Regions from separate parts of the Pan troglodytes genome. Here region 1 is linked to region 2. Evidence: chromatin contacts called from public Hi-C data. All regions are on one chromosome and are shown on one strand. Each heading gives the region's core, a stretch centred on a gene start, on an enhancer-like site or on the middle of the called end of the contact. The rest is flanking DNA. Distances are from core to core; before and after follow the strand shown.

Evidence for each region. A called contact is a pair of places that touch in the nucleus more often than the background predicts.
Region 1: a Hi-C map of stem cell-derived neural progenitor cells shows a contact between it and region 2, with 2.8 times the contacts expected there. The contact joins the promoter of ACP5 here to the promoter of EPOR in region 2. A contact is called at or near these places in 1 of 7 Hi-C or Micro-C datasets (stem cell-derived neural progenitor cells) and 1 of 1 datasets of contacts at active chromatin or transcription factors (stem cell-derived excitatory neurons).

Annotation. Positions count from the first base shown.
Region 1 is chr20:14,291,729-14,299,214 of NHGRI_mPanTro3-v2.0_pri, forward strand. ACP5 (acid phosphatase 5, tartrate resistant) reads right to left here and starts at 5,726. Exons shown (of 7, transcript XM_009434764.4): 1 at 5,500-5,726; 2 at 5,241-5,313; 3 at 4,249-4,335; 4 at 3,726-3,986; 5 at 3,385-3,512; 6 at 2,912-3,257; 7 at 1,339-1,931. The coding sequence starts at 3,986. The coding sequence ends at 1,689. It overlaps ZNF627 (zinc finger protein 627), which reads left to right. Exons shown (of 7, transcript XM_054673700.2): 4 at 1,929-2,032.
Region 2 is chr20:14,100,281-14,106,907 of NHGRI_mPanTro3-v2.0_pri, forward strand. It overlaps EPOR (erythropoietin receptor), which reads right to left and starts at 4,523. Exons shown (of 8, transcript XM_016935096.3): 1 at 4,074-4,523; 2 at 3,077-3,212; 3 at 1,902-2,077; 4 at 1,664-1,821; 5 at 1,028-1,181; 6 at 856-943. The coding sequence starts at 4,188. RGL3 (ral guanine nucleotide dissociation stimulator like 3) reads right to left here. Exons shown (of 20, transcript XM_016935090.3): 19 at 4,516-4,625; 20 at 4,074-4,155. The coding sequence ends at 4,537.

The sequences.
Region 1 (7,486 bases), core at 4,476-6,975, 190 kb after region 2:
AGAAAGAAAATGATTAATATTAGTTGCCCCTGGGGTGGAGGAAGACTTGCTTTATGTTGTACCCTTCTTTCTGCTGGGATTTTATTGAATTAATTTTTTTTTTTTTTTTGAGACAGAGTCTTGCTCTATCACCCAGGCTGGAGTGCAGTGGCACAATCTCAGCTCACTGCAATCTCTGCCCTCACCTCTCCATCCCCTTTACCCCCAAACCCCCCAGGCTCAAGTGATTCTCTCGCCTCAGCCTCCCAAGTAGCTGGGATTACAGTCATGTGTCACCACACCTAGATAAGTTTTGTATTTTTAGTAGAGATGGGGTTTCACCATGATGGCCAGGCTGGTCTCGAACTTCTGACCTCAAGTGATCCGACCACCTAGGCCTTGCAAAGTGCTGGTATTACAGGCGTGAGCCATCGTGCCTGGCCTATTTTATTTACTTATTCTTTTTGAGACAGATTCTTGCTTTGTCACCCAGGCTGGAGTACAGTGGCACAATCTCAGCTCATTGCAACCTCCGCCTCCTGGGTTCAAGCAGTTCTCCTGCCTCAGCCTCCTGAGTAGCTAGGACCATAGGCTCCTGCCACCACAACTGGCCAATTTTTTTTTTCAGGCAGAGTTTAACTCTTGTTGCCCAGGCTGGAGTGCAGTGGCGCAATCTTGACTCACTGCAGCCTCCACCTCCCAGATGCAAGTGATTCTCCTGCCTCAGACTCCCGAGTAGCTGGGATTACAGGCACTCGCCAGCAAGCCTGACTAACTTTTTGTATTTTTAGTGGAGATGGGGTTTCACTATGCTGGCCAGGCTGATCTCGAACTCCTGACCTCAAATAATCCACCCGCTTTGGCCTCCCAAAGTGCTGGGATTACAGATGTGAACCACTGAGCCTGGCCTCTGCTTGGATTTTATTTTTTTTATTTTTTATTTTTTTGAGACGGAGTCTCGCTCTTTCACCCAGGCAGGAGTACAGTGGCACTATCTTGGCTCACTGCAAGCTCCGCCTCCCGGGTTCACACTATTCTCCTGCCTCAGCCTCCTGAGTAGCTGGGACTACAGGCACCCTCCGCCATGCCTGGCTAATTTTTTTGTAGTTTTAGTAGAGACGGGGTTTCATCATGTTAGTCAGGATGGTCTCGATCTCCTGACCTCGTGATCCGCCCACCTTGGCCTCCCAAAGTGCTGGGATTACAGGTGTGAGCCACCGTGCCTGGCCGGGTTTTATAATCACATCCATGGATAAGGCAACTTGGTCATGGATGGGGTAAGAGATGGAGGCAAGGAACAGCAGCTCAGGGGAGCCCAGCCACTCTAACCAGGAGAACATAACACACCAGTGGCACTGGTTCAGCCTTGGCAACTATTCTTTTATTGAACATCAGTAACAGAAAGATGCTTGATTTAGGAGGAAGCTTTCCCTCCCTCCCTCCCCCATTGCACCCTGGAACTCAGCAAAGGTGAGCCAGCCACAGAGCATAACACTGTGGCTGGGACACATGTCCATGTGTGTTTCACATACGTGGGCATCTGTGCCACAAGGGTCATGTGGCACCACAGTTCATCAGCTGTGTTTCCCCTTCCTGCCTTGCTGCAGCGCCACAGGTTGGAGGAAAAGCCTGCCTGTGAGCAGGGTCCCGGCAGGGCCCACCCACCCGACAGTGGAGATCGGGCCTCAGAGCTGGGCAGTCATGGGAGTTCAGGGCCTGGCTCGCCTCGGCAGACTGGTCTTAAAGAGGGACTTGCCCGAGGCCTCGATGTAAGTGACAGTCATCTCTTTGGAGCTGATCTCCACATAGGCAAAGCCACCCAGTGAGTCTTCAGTCCCATAGTGGAAGCGCAGATAGCCGTTGGGGACCTTGCGCTGGTGCCGCTTTGAGGGGTCCATGAAATTCCCAGCCCCACTCAGCACGTAGCCCACGCCATTCTCATCTTGCAGGTACTGAGGATGGAGGACAAGGGGTCAGTGGAGACCCAGCTTTGAGCAGAGCCCTGCCTAAGGTCCAGGGCTCGATCTGGCCCTAACCACAGAGTCACCTTGAGGTATGTAACCCCTCCTGGCTTCAATTTCCTGACTTTTAGGAGTGTATTAATCCTATTTCATAGGTAGAGCACTTAGTAAGAAATTGGTGGCCAGGTGTGGTGGCTTATGCCTGTAATCCCAGCACTTTGGGAGGCTGAGGGGGTGGATTGCTTGAGCCCAGGAATTTGAGACCAGCCTGGGCAACATAGTGAGACCTTGCCTCTACAAAAAAATGCGCAAGGGCGGGGTGCAGTGGCTCATGCCTATAATCCCAGCACTTCGGGAGGCCGAGGCGGGCAGATCACTTGAGGTCAGGAGTTCGAGATCAGCCTGGCCAACATGGTGAAACCCCGTCTCTACTAAAATATAAAAATTAGCAAGGTTTGGTGGCCCATGCTTGTAATCCCAGCTACTTGGGAGGCTGAGACAGGAGAATTGCTTGAACCCAGGAGGCAGAGGTTGCAGTGAGTTGAGATTGTGCCACTGCACTCCCTCTCAAAAAAAAAAAAAAAGCAAAAATTAGCTGCACGTGGTGGCCCACGCCTGTAGTGTCAGCTACTCTGGAGGCTGAAGTGGGAGGTTCACCTGAGCCCGGGAGATTGAAGCTGCAGTAAGCCCCGATTGCACCACTGTACTCCAGCCTGCGTGAAAAACAATGAAACCTTGTCTCCAAAAAAAAAAAAAAAAAAAAAAAAAAGAAAGAAAGAAATTGGCAATTCAAAGATATTATTCTGGCTTTGGAGTGTTTTCCTGGTTAGACAGCAAGATTTGAGGGACAGTCTAGACATTCTGAAGGCCACAGGAGACCCTCAGACAGCAGGAGGACCCCAGCCATGTGGACATCAGCTGGGATGGGGACCCCCCTCACCCAGCTCCCACCCCACCCACAGGGCCCTCACCTGCAGATTGTGATCGTGGCCGCACAGGTAGGCGGTGACCCCGTATGTGGCCAGCAGTGGCCGTAGCTGCTTGACCAGGCAGTGGGTAGGCCCGTGCTCGGCTATGGACCACACGGGGTAGTGGCCAGCCACCAGCACATAGTCCTCCCTGGCCGCTGCCAGCTGTTTCTTGAGCCAGGACAGCTGTGTGCGGGCCAGCTTCACGTCTCGGGGCCTCTCAGGCTGCTGGCTGAGGAAGTCATCTGAGTTGCCACATAGTGTCACTGTGTCCAGCATAAAAATGGCCACAGACACATTGGTCCGTGGGATCTTGAAGTGCAGGCGGTAGAAAGGGCTGGGGAAGTTCCTGTGGAGGGGATAGAGGTCATGGGTGCACATCTTGGGCACAGAAGTCCCAGGGTCAGCTCAAGCCACAGGGCCCCTGTGTCTCTGCTATGTGAGGATCTCGGGAGGCAGGGCTGAGGGTGGCTCACCAGCGCTTGGAGATCTTAGAGTATGCAATCTGGGCAGAGACGTTGCCAAGGTGGTCATGGTTTCCGGCTAGCACGTACCAGGGCACTTTGCGAAGGGAGCGGTCAGAGAATACGTCCTCAAAGGTCTCCTGTAGCAAACAGATAGGGCAGGCCTCTTCCCTGGGGTCAGTGGCTACGCTGATCCTCCCACCAAGTCAGGATAAGGGAGACACTGAATGCTCCCGGCGCCCAAAGGTGCCCCATCACCTTCCCTCTGCCCTCTCCAAAGGAAGGTCACTAGGTAAGGCGGCTTCTCCCCACTGCCTGCCCCCACCTCCTGCCCCACTCTGTTGGGCACAGACCTGGAACCTCTTGTCATTGACATCTTGCACACCAGTGAAGTAAAAATTGTCCCCTAGAGACAGGATGAAGTCTGCACCCAGGATCTGCACAGTCCGAGCGATCTCCTTGGCATTGGCCATTTCCCGGGCCGTGTGGAATGGGGCATTGGGGACCCCTCCCCAGTCACCCACGGCTACGAAGCGCAGGGCAGGGGTGGCACCATCAGCCAGGGAGGGTAGCAACAAGGCTTGCAGGATGAGCAGCGCCGTCCACATGTCCATCTGGGAGAAGAGAGACAAGCATAGGTGGCCCGGGCTGTGACAAGGGCAGGGAGGCCTTGAGACCCCCGCCTGCCCTGAGATAGAGGGAGACTGCTTGCTGCAGGCTGCCCCTGTGGGAACCCCTTGGTGCCCTAATTCTCAGGACACGGCTGCACAAGCTGGCTTAGGGAAGGGGGGGGCGGTCTGTGAGAGGGCGAGCTGCACCAAGATGGCCCTGCAGGCCCATTTCACCCTCCTTCCACCTAGCCTGCCCAGCACTCACCCAGGGGGAGACACAGGCCAGTCACCGGAGGCTCTGAGAGGCTGGTGGGCTCCAGAGTAGAACTGCCGGTCCCTGAGCCTTTATTCCCTGAGGAGGAAGTGGATCATTAGTGAGGATGATGCAGTTTCTCCGAGGGCTGTCCTGGGAGCCCTCCCCTTGGGTCATGTGAGCCCTGGACTTCCCTGGAGCAGGACACGGGATTGGGGTGGGGGTGGGAGGATCTGGGCACACGTGTGCAGCAGCCTCGGCCCACACAGCCTCCGGGTGGACCTGCAGGGGCCTGTTTGTGCTGTAGGCTTGACACGTCCAGGTATCTCTGTGTGTCTGTGTATCTCAGTGTGAGTGTGTGTGTGTGTGCGCACACTTGAGAGGCTGTGGCCGTGATTACCCGACACATCTCCTGCACCTTCTTTCTCTGAGTAAGGGCTTACCTGTGTGTGTCTGGGTGTGTCTTGCTTCCTGCGTGCAGCTGAGCATGCCTACCTGGGCCTCGGCTCTGTACCTGATGGTGTTGCTGCAGACGTGTATGCTGAGCCTGCGAGGCCTGTGTGGCTTGTCTGCGATGCACGCCTGCGTTCTCACGTGGCACTGGGTGGGAATCCCTATGGATGAAGTTTTGTGTGTGTCCACGTGTGTGTGCCTGGGTTGCGTCTCTAGGATGGGTTGCGTGTCTGGTGTCGGAGCTGTGTTTGCCAACATCTGAGTGGGGGACTCCGCGTGTGTCCCCATCCTCCCCCTGCCCTCTCTCCACCCCACACATAAACACCAACGGGCTTCCCTTTTCCAGGAAGTCCTGCCCACACCCTCCCCTCCCCCCAGACTCCCATTCCTGCAGGAGGAACCAGGCAGGAGGCAGCTAGCTGGTGATAGCGCGCGTGACCGCAGACCTCTGACCCTCATAGTCTCAGCAGCTGTCTGCAGGCCCTCCACGGGACAGCAGCCTGGGAGGGCAGGAGGCCCTGCACCTGCGGCCGGTCTGACCTGCTCCTCACCTCCCTGCCTGCCTCCTCCGTGCTGGGCGCCGCCGCGACACGTCCCGCGGACATTCACGAGTCCCTTCAGTCCCTGCGAGCGCGGACCCGGGAGAGAGCTCTCATTCAACGCTGAGGCCACTGGCTCACAGATCTCCCCGGGTCACCCTGCGAAGTGCTTGGTCCCCCCCATTCCCAGCCCTGCAGCAGCAACAAACGGGAAGGAAGTGGGTGACGAGGACAGGCAGAGACCCCTCCCACGGGGCCGCCCGCATCTCACCTGCCGTCGCGGGGCGGGCGTTGCGGCCGGTGCCCAGCTGCAGATCCGCAGGCGATCGCACTCCTGGGCGGCCCCAGCTTTAAGCAGGCAGCGGCCGATCCGTCCTGCTCCAGGGCTCAGGGCTGACCCAGGTGAGCCCCGGCGGGGAGGGCGGGCGCCTCGGCCTCCCCGCCCCGGAACCCTGCGCCGCCCAGAGCCGCCACGCCTCCCGGCTGTAGGCTCCGCATCTGTAAAATGGGCCGATGAACCCCAAAGGTCGGCTCAGACCCACGGACTGCAGCTGCAGCTGGGCCAGAAGGGGTGGCCAGGGGAGCCGATTTCATCCTTTTCCTTCCTCCACCCCAACCAGGAGCCTCCATCTGCCTGGGACCCTTTGGGGGCACCCATGGGCCCACAGCCGCAGGACCACAGCACTGGGTGGGGTTTCAGGCCTGGGGCCAAGCTCTTGTGAGGTCTGTCATCATCTTCTCCTGTTGTTTTGTTTGTTTGTTTGTTTGTTTGTTTGTTTGAGACAGAGTCTCGCTCTTTCACCCAGGCTGGACTGCAGTGGCGTGATCTCGGCTCACGGCAAGCTCTGCCTCCCGGGTTCGCGCCATTCTCCTGCCTCAGCACCCCCGAGTAGCTGGGACTACGGGCGCCGCCACCGCGCCCGGCTAATTTTTTGTATTTTTTAGTAGAGACGGGGTTTCACCGTGTTAGCCAGGATGGTCTCGATCTCCTGACCTCGTGATCCGCCCACCTCGGCCTCCCAAAGTGCTGGGATTACAGGCGTGAGCCACCGCGCCCGGCCTGTTTTTGTTTTTTTTTGAGACAGTTTTATTCTGGTTGCCCAGGCTGGAGTGCAGTGGTGCAATCTTGGCTCACGCAACCTCCGCCTCCCGGGTACAAGCGATTCTCCTGCCTCAGCCTCCCTAGTAGCTGTGATTACAGGCACGCACCACCACGCCTGGCTATTTTGTATTTTTAGTAGAGACGGGGTTTCTCCATGTTGGCCAGGCTGGTCTCCAATGCCTGACCTCAGGTGATCTGCCCACCTCAGCCTCCCAAAGTTCTGCGATTACAGGCGTGAGTCACCGTGCCTGGCCAGTCTCCTGTTTTTTTTTTTTTAACTTATTATTTAGCCAGTGTGGTGTCTCACACTGTAATCCTGGCACTTTGGGAGGCCGAGGTGAGCGGATCACTTGAGGTCAGGTGTTCCAGACCAGCCTGGGCAACATGGCGAAACCTTGTCTCTACTAAAAAGACAAAAATTAGCTGGAGGTGCTCGCTTGAACCCAGGAGGCAGAGGTTGCAGTGAACTGAGATCATGCCACTGCACTCCAAGCCAGGAGGAGGAGGTTGCACTGAGCCGATATCATGCCACTACACTCCAGCCTGGGCAACAGAGCAAGACTCTGTCCCCCCCCCCCAAAAAAAAAAACAGAAAAAAAAAAAAAAAAAGAAATCTGAAGCAATTATGACCAAATGTTAACATCTGTTTCTTCATGTGGTGGGTACAGGCGTGTTTTGGAAGCTTCTATGCTTCCTGTATTTTGAGATCACACAAAATTATGTTTATTATCTTATTGTGCTACATGATCTTTGTAGAAAAGTTGGTAAATTCTGGAATGCACGAAAACAAAGATTATAATAGCCAGTAATACCCCTGCCCAGAGAGACAGTATCCATTAATTTTTCTCTGCCTATGTTTGTCTTCGGAAAAATGGGATACTATTGGCACTATTTTATAACTTTTTAATTTGTATTAACACTTTCTATATTTTTTAAATTGAAAAAGCTGGCCAAGCGTGGTGGCTCAGGCCTGTAAACCCAGCCAATGTGGGAGGATCGCTTGAGCCCAGGAGTTCATGAACAGCCTGGGCATCGTGGCGAGATCACATTGCTACAAAAAAAACAAAAACAAAAACAAAAACAAAATTAGCCAGGCATGGTGGTGCACACCTGTGGTTCCATCTACTCAGGAAGCTGAGATGGAGGATCGCTTGAG
Region 2 (6,627 bases), core at 3,273-5,772:
TGAATGTTCCAATCTCATTCCCACCTCAGGGCCTTTGCACTTGCTGTTTCTTCTCCCCACTTTTCAAGCGGCTGCTTCCTTCCAATCTTCAGGTTTCCACTCTGATGTCACCTCCTCCTGGAGGCCTTCCCTGACCATCCTGTCATGTCACCACATTCTGTTTGTTTCTGTGATATCACTCATTACAATTTGTCATCAAATATTTCTTGGGTCCCTTGTTTGTTGACTTGAGATCCACAAGGTCAGGGACTTGTGGTCAGGGTCTAGCTTGTTCTCCATTCTCTCTCCAGTGCTTGGCACATGTTTGGCACTCTGTTTGTATTTTCCAACCAAGTAAATGAACAGGGCCATGAAAGACGACTAGCAGATTGCTTAGCAGACAAGGCAGGAAGGGCATTCCAGGCAGAGGGAACAGCATGGGCAAAAGCTTGGGGGTGTGAAACCACCTAGTGTGTGCTTGGAATTACAAATACCTCAGAACGGCTAGTCTGATCATAGTGTCTGAGAAGCTTGACCGCAGGGGTGCGGAGGCATTCAGGGTCTTAAATTCTTTCACTAAATCCATCTAGTTGATTTTACAAAGGTGATGACACTGGGGAAAGGAACTAACAAAGGGACCCAAGAAATGGCAGCCCCTGATGTAGAAGGAAAATCAGGTGAAAGTCCCCAAGAGCAGAAAATGTTAACGAAGAGTCTGGGTCTAGTCTGGCATGCATCCCAGCCCTGCCACTGATGTGAATCCTTACTGCGTGACCTTGGGCAAGTGCGTGTCTCTCTCTGAGCCTAGGTTTCCATAGTGAAAGAGGACCGTTGGCGGAGAGGAGTCTGGGCCCAGCGCCCAAATGGGGAGCTCACCGGCGGTGGGAGAGCAGCGCGAGCACGGTCAGCAGCACCAGGATGAGCACGAGGATGAGGGAGAGCGTCAGGATGAGGGGGTCCAGGTCTAAGAGGCGGGGAGGAGGTCAGGGCGGGGGGCTTGCCCCGTGATTCGCCCTGGCTCCTCCTACACCCCCGCCTGGGGCCTCACCGCTAGGCGTCAGCAGCGACACAGGCTCCGACCAGGCGCTCCAGAAGCCGCCGAAGCTCGGCTCAGCCATACGCGCGCGGACGGCGAAGGTGTAGCGCGTCCGGCCCCGCAGGTTGCTCAGCACACACTCGGTGCGGCCCTCCAGGATCTCCACCTGGGGGCGGAATCAGGGCGAGGGACGCGTAGCAGACAAAAATAGATCACGTGGGGGCGGGCCCTGGTGGAACTGAGCCAATCAGGGGAAAGGAAAACGGTGCCCTAGAATTGCAATGGGACCAATAAGAATAGGGGGAGGAGCCCAAGAAAGCTCAGGGCCAATCAGAGAGAGAGTCTCTGGTACGAAAGGGCGGGACCCGGGCAATTTAATATCTGGGCTAGCACTCGTAGAGGGACGCGGGCGCTAAAGGGGTCTAGGGTTACGGGCCGGAGGGAGAAGAAGTTGGGGTTCAGCAGGCTTGCGAGGACATTAGGAAAGGGGGTGTGTCTGTGGGCGTGGAACGGTCTTCAGCACCAGGGTAATGGGATGTGGGATGTTACGGACCGGCCCTGAAAGCGGCACCGGGCGCGACCTCGAGAGGCGTGGCTGGGCCGTAGTCAGTGGAGCTTTGGGGGCTGGGCCGTAGGGGCTGGCCTCACCCTCTGTACGCTCCCTGCGCCGTTGCCGGCCGAGACGTCCACCTCGTAGCGGATGTGGGACGTCATGGGTGTCTCAGGCGGCGGGAGCCAGCGCAACACTACGTGGCCGCTCTCGTCAGCCAACCGCGCCACCAGCCCCACGGGGGCGTCTAGGAGCACTGCAGGCATGGGGGTTGGTCAGGTGGGCGAGGACTGAGACCCTCTCCTCCGACCACTCCTCCATTCCCAGAGCACTTACCTACTTCATTGATGTGGATGACACGGTGATATCGCGGAGCGCCGGAGGCTGCTGTGACGCGCAACTCTAGGGGCACGAAGCTCGACGTGTCGGCTGTAGGCAGCGAACACCAGAAGCGCACCGCACCACGAGCCGTGGGAGCCTGGTGCAGGCGACACAGCTTCCATGGCTCATCCCTATGCGCCCAGGGAAGGGAGCAGGTTGGGAGGGGGGACCGGGGAGTTGGCATTGCCCGGCCTGTGGGGGGCAGTGTGTATGTGTGACACAAGGTCTATCCTTGTGTGTGTGTGTGACAAGGTCTTCCTTCGTCGCCCAGGCTGGAGTGCAGTGGCGCGATCATGGCTCACTGCAGCCTCAAATTCTGGGGCTTAAGGGATCCTCCCACCTCAGCTTCCCAAGTAGTTGAGACCACAGGCACGCGCCACGCCTGGCTTTTTTTTTTTTTTTTTTTTTTTTTTGAGACGGAGTTTCGCTCTTGTTGCCCAGGCTGGAGTGCAATGGCGCTACCTCGGCTCACCGCAACCTTCGCCTCCCGGGTTCAAGCGATTCTCCTGCCTCAGCCTCCCGAGTAGCTGGGATCACAGGCATGCGCCACCACGCCCGGCTAATTTTGTATTTTTAGTAGAGATAGAGTTTCTCCATGTTGGCCAGGCTGGTCTCAAACTCCCGACCTCAGGTGATCCGCCCGCCTCAGCCTCCCAAAGTGCTGGGATTACAGGCGTGAGCCACCGCGCCCAGTCTAATTTTTTTTTTAAGAGACGGGGATCTCGCTGTGTTGCCCAGGCTGGTCTTGAACTCCTGGGCTCAAGCGGTTCTTCCGCCTCGACCTTCCAAAGAGTTGGGATTACAGGCATGAGCCACTGCTGGCCTCCTTTTGGATACTACCTCGAGAAGGCGTCCCAGCCCCGACGTAGTAACGCCTTACCCTCGATTTGGAGGCGTTGTTATCCCAGCCTGATGTTTGGGGTCGCGTTCCAGCGGTGATCGCCGGAGTGTTCGCGCCCCGGCCCATAGAGGGCGTGCCAGCCCTGGACCCGCAGGTTTCCCTCCAGTGACCACGACTGGAGGCGCCGTCGGGCCTCAAACAGCAGGGGACATACGAGGCTACGACCTCCAGGGAGCTCTGCCCCACCCCCTCCCTCCGCCCGTGGAGGCACCCGCCGGATCGGACTCACTCGAGCTGGTAGGAGAAGCTGTAGTTGCCCGGGCCCACCCCAGCGCTCGCCGCTTCCTCCCAGAAACACACCAAGTCCTCCAACCTCTCGGTGAAGCACAGAAGCTGTTCGGGCCCCCGGGCCGCCAGCAAGGCCGCTGGGGAGGGGCGACAAAGGAAGGGCATGGGGATCTGAGCTCTATCCTCGGGAGACAGCCCCCTCCTCTTCCCTCCCGCAGCCTGGGCGGACCCGATAAGAAAAAAGCCCCGCCCTGCCATCTTCCCAAGCGGGGCCCTTGGAGGGGTCCGCAGAGGTGGTGCCCCCCTAATTCCCAGAGGCAAGTTGCTCGCCTTACTGTCCCCCGCCGTCACCACTGGCGCACACCTGCCCACCCAGCGGCCAGCTGAGCTGGGCGCGGCGTTCAAGACCTCGAGCTCGGGACTGCCAGCCCCGCCCCAGCCTAGGACACGCGCGCGGCTGGGGGTGTGTGCGGAGAGGCGGGCCCCCTATCGGCCCCGGCAGGCTCCCCGCCAACCGATAGCGCCAACCGTGCCCCCCGCCTCCCTCCCTCCACCGGGCCGGGCAAGTGATCTGGCGCCCTCACACAAACCGTGTTTACAGTAGCCTGTGGCTTGGCCCCTCTAACTCGGACCCGGGCTTTACCCTCCCTCCCCTAGGGAGGGTCGGCTTGGTCCCCACCCCCCAGGGACCTTAGCACCAAGTCAGCCCCCTTAGGATTTAGCATGTCCCAGACTCCCTGAAAAGGTAAAACGGGAATCTTAAGCCCACTCTAGCTCTTGCCCGGGACGCGATCAGGAGTCTTGGATCCTAACATACCCCACCCCGCCCACCACCCATCCAGGACCCAGTCTAAGGGTTCAGATGCCAGCTTGGTCCCCCAGGACCCGGTCAGGAAGTCCAGAAACAGGCATGGCCCCCAGGACCTAGGCTGGGAGTTCAGGCCCCAGCATGGTCCTGCAGGCTCCAGCGTAGGGGTCCACACGCAGCTCATCCTTACCTTTGCTCTCGAACTTGGGGTCCGGGAGGTTAGGCGGGGGCGCCCAGGCGGCCCCAGCGAGCAGGAGACAAAGGGAGCCGACCTGGGGCCAGAGGGACGCCCCGAGGTGGTCCATGATACAGCCCCCGCCACGGGGAGCCCAGGGCTCCTGCCCCTCCGTCCCCCGCCCCTGGCACAGTCCGCAGCTGGGTCAGCAGCTGCCTCCGCCGGACGCAGCTGACCAGGCCCTTCCCGACCAGGCGCCTCTAAGTGGCAGATCCCCGAGGGGGCGGGGCCAGCACTCAGCCTGGGTAGAGATAAGTGCCTGGCGGGAGGAGGCAGGGGCCCTTCCCGAGCCCAGAGGCCGCTTGGGGGCAGGGGAGGGAGTTGGGCCGCAACAGCTCCCGTTCTGGCTTCAGACACACGTTTTTTTTTCCTTTGTGGCCCTGGACAGGTGACTTACCTTACCTGAGCTTCAGACTTCTCATCTGTAAAATCTAGCCTGGCACATAGCGAACATTCCAAAAAATGTATCTACTGATTTTATCACAGAAATCAGCATCTCTTCCCAGCCTGGAAATAAATAAAAATTATTTTCTCTCTCTCTCTCTCTCTCCTTCTTTCCTTCCTTCCTTTCTTCCTTCCTTCCTTCCTTCCTTCCTTCCTTCCTTCCTTCCTTCCTTCCTTCCTTCCCTCCTTCCCTCTCTCTCTCTCTGTCTCAGTCAGGGTGTTGCTCTGTCACCCAGGCTGGAGTGCAGTGGCACAATCATAGCTCACTGAAGCCTCTGGACTGAAGCAATCTTCCCACCGCACCTGGCTAATTTTTAAAATTCTTTGTAGAGATGGGATCCCACTATGTTGTCCAGGCTGGTCTTGAAATCCTGGACTTAAGCAATCCTCCAGGCTCCATCTCCCAATGTGCTGGGAATACCAGCACGAGCCACTGAAGCCGGCCAATAATAATCCTTGCAATGACCAGCAGTTGAGTGTTTACACAGTGCTAGGCCATGCTCCTGGGCAGTATGAATAATATGTGAGATTTTCATTTATGAATTTTTGGGAAAAAAATTTTTACCACCCACATTTTTATTCTCTTGGGCTGGGCCCGGTGGCTCACGCCTATAATCCCAGCACTTTGGGAGGCCGACGTGGGCAAATCACTTGAGGTCAGGAGTTTGAGACCAGCCTGGCCAACATGGTGAAATCCCATCTCTACTAAAAATACAAAAATTAGCCAGGTGTGGTGGCGTGTGCCTGTAATCCCAGCTACTCAGGAGGCTGAGGCATGAGAACTGCTTCAATCTGGGAGATGAAGATTTCAGTGAGCCAAGATCATGCCATTGCAACTCCAGCCTGGGCAACAGAGTGAGACTCCATCTCAAAAAATAATAATAATTGGCTGGGCGCAGTGCCTCATACCTGTAATCCCAACACTTTGGGAGGCCGAGACAGGCGGATCATGAGGTCAGGAGTTCGAGACCAGCCTGGGCAACATGGCGAAACCACGTCTCTACTAAAAATACAAAAATTAGCCAGGCGTAGGCCGGGCGCGGTGGCTCACGCCTGTAATCCCAGCACTTTGGGAGGCCGAGGTGGGCAGATCACGAGGTCAAGAGATCAAGACCATCCTGGCCAACATGGTAAAACCCCATCTCTACCAAAAATACAAAAATTAGCTGGGCATGGTGCTGCATGCCTGTAATCCCAGCTACTTGGGAGGCTGCAGGAGAATCGCTTGAACCCGGGAGCCGGAGGTTTCAGTGAGCCGATATTGTGCCACTGCACTCCAGCCTGGTGACAGAGCGGACTCCGTCTCAAAAAATATATATATATATTCGAGCGTGGTGGTGGGTGCCTGTAATCCCAGCTACTCAGGAGGCTGAGGCAGGAGAATTGCTTGAAACCAGAAGGCAGAGGTTGCAGTGAGCTGAGATCGCACCATTGCGCTCCAGGCTGTGCAACAAGATTGAAACTCTGTCTCAAAAAAATAAATAAATAGTTCGTGCACTGTGGCTCATGCCTGTAATCTCAGCACTTTGGGAGGCTGAGGTGGGTGGATCACAAGGTCAGGAGATCGAGACCATCCTGGCTAACACAGTGAAACCCTGTCTTTACTAAAAATAGAAAAACATAGCCAGGCGTGGTGGCGGGTGCCTGTAGTCCCAGCTACTCGGGAGGCTGAGGCAGGAGAATGGTGTGAACCCAGGGGGTGGAGCTTGCAGTGAGCCAAGATTGCGCCACTGCACTCCAGCCTGGGCAACAGAGCGAGACTCCGTCTCAAAAAAATAAATAAATAAATATAAATAAATAAATATAAATAAAATAAAATAGCAATACTCCTACCCTGTTGCTATTAAGCAGGTGGGTTTTTTGTTTTTGTCTGTAGCCAATGTGCTTATTGTCACCTGACATGTATTTGATGTTTTGTTATTGATTCGCTGCCCTTACTATTCCATGAAAGCAGGGTTTTTTTTGTTGTTGTTTTTTTAGATGGTGTCTTGCTCTGTCGCCCAGGTTGGAGTGCAATGGCACAATCTTGGCTCACTGCAGCCTTCGCCTCCTGGATTCAAGCGAT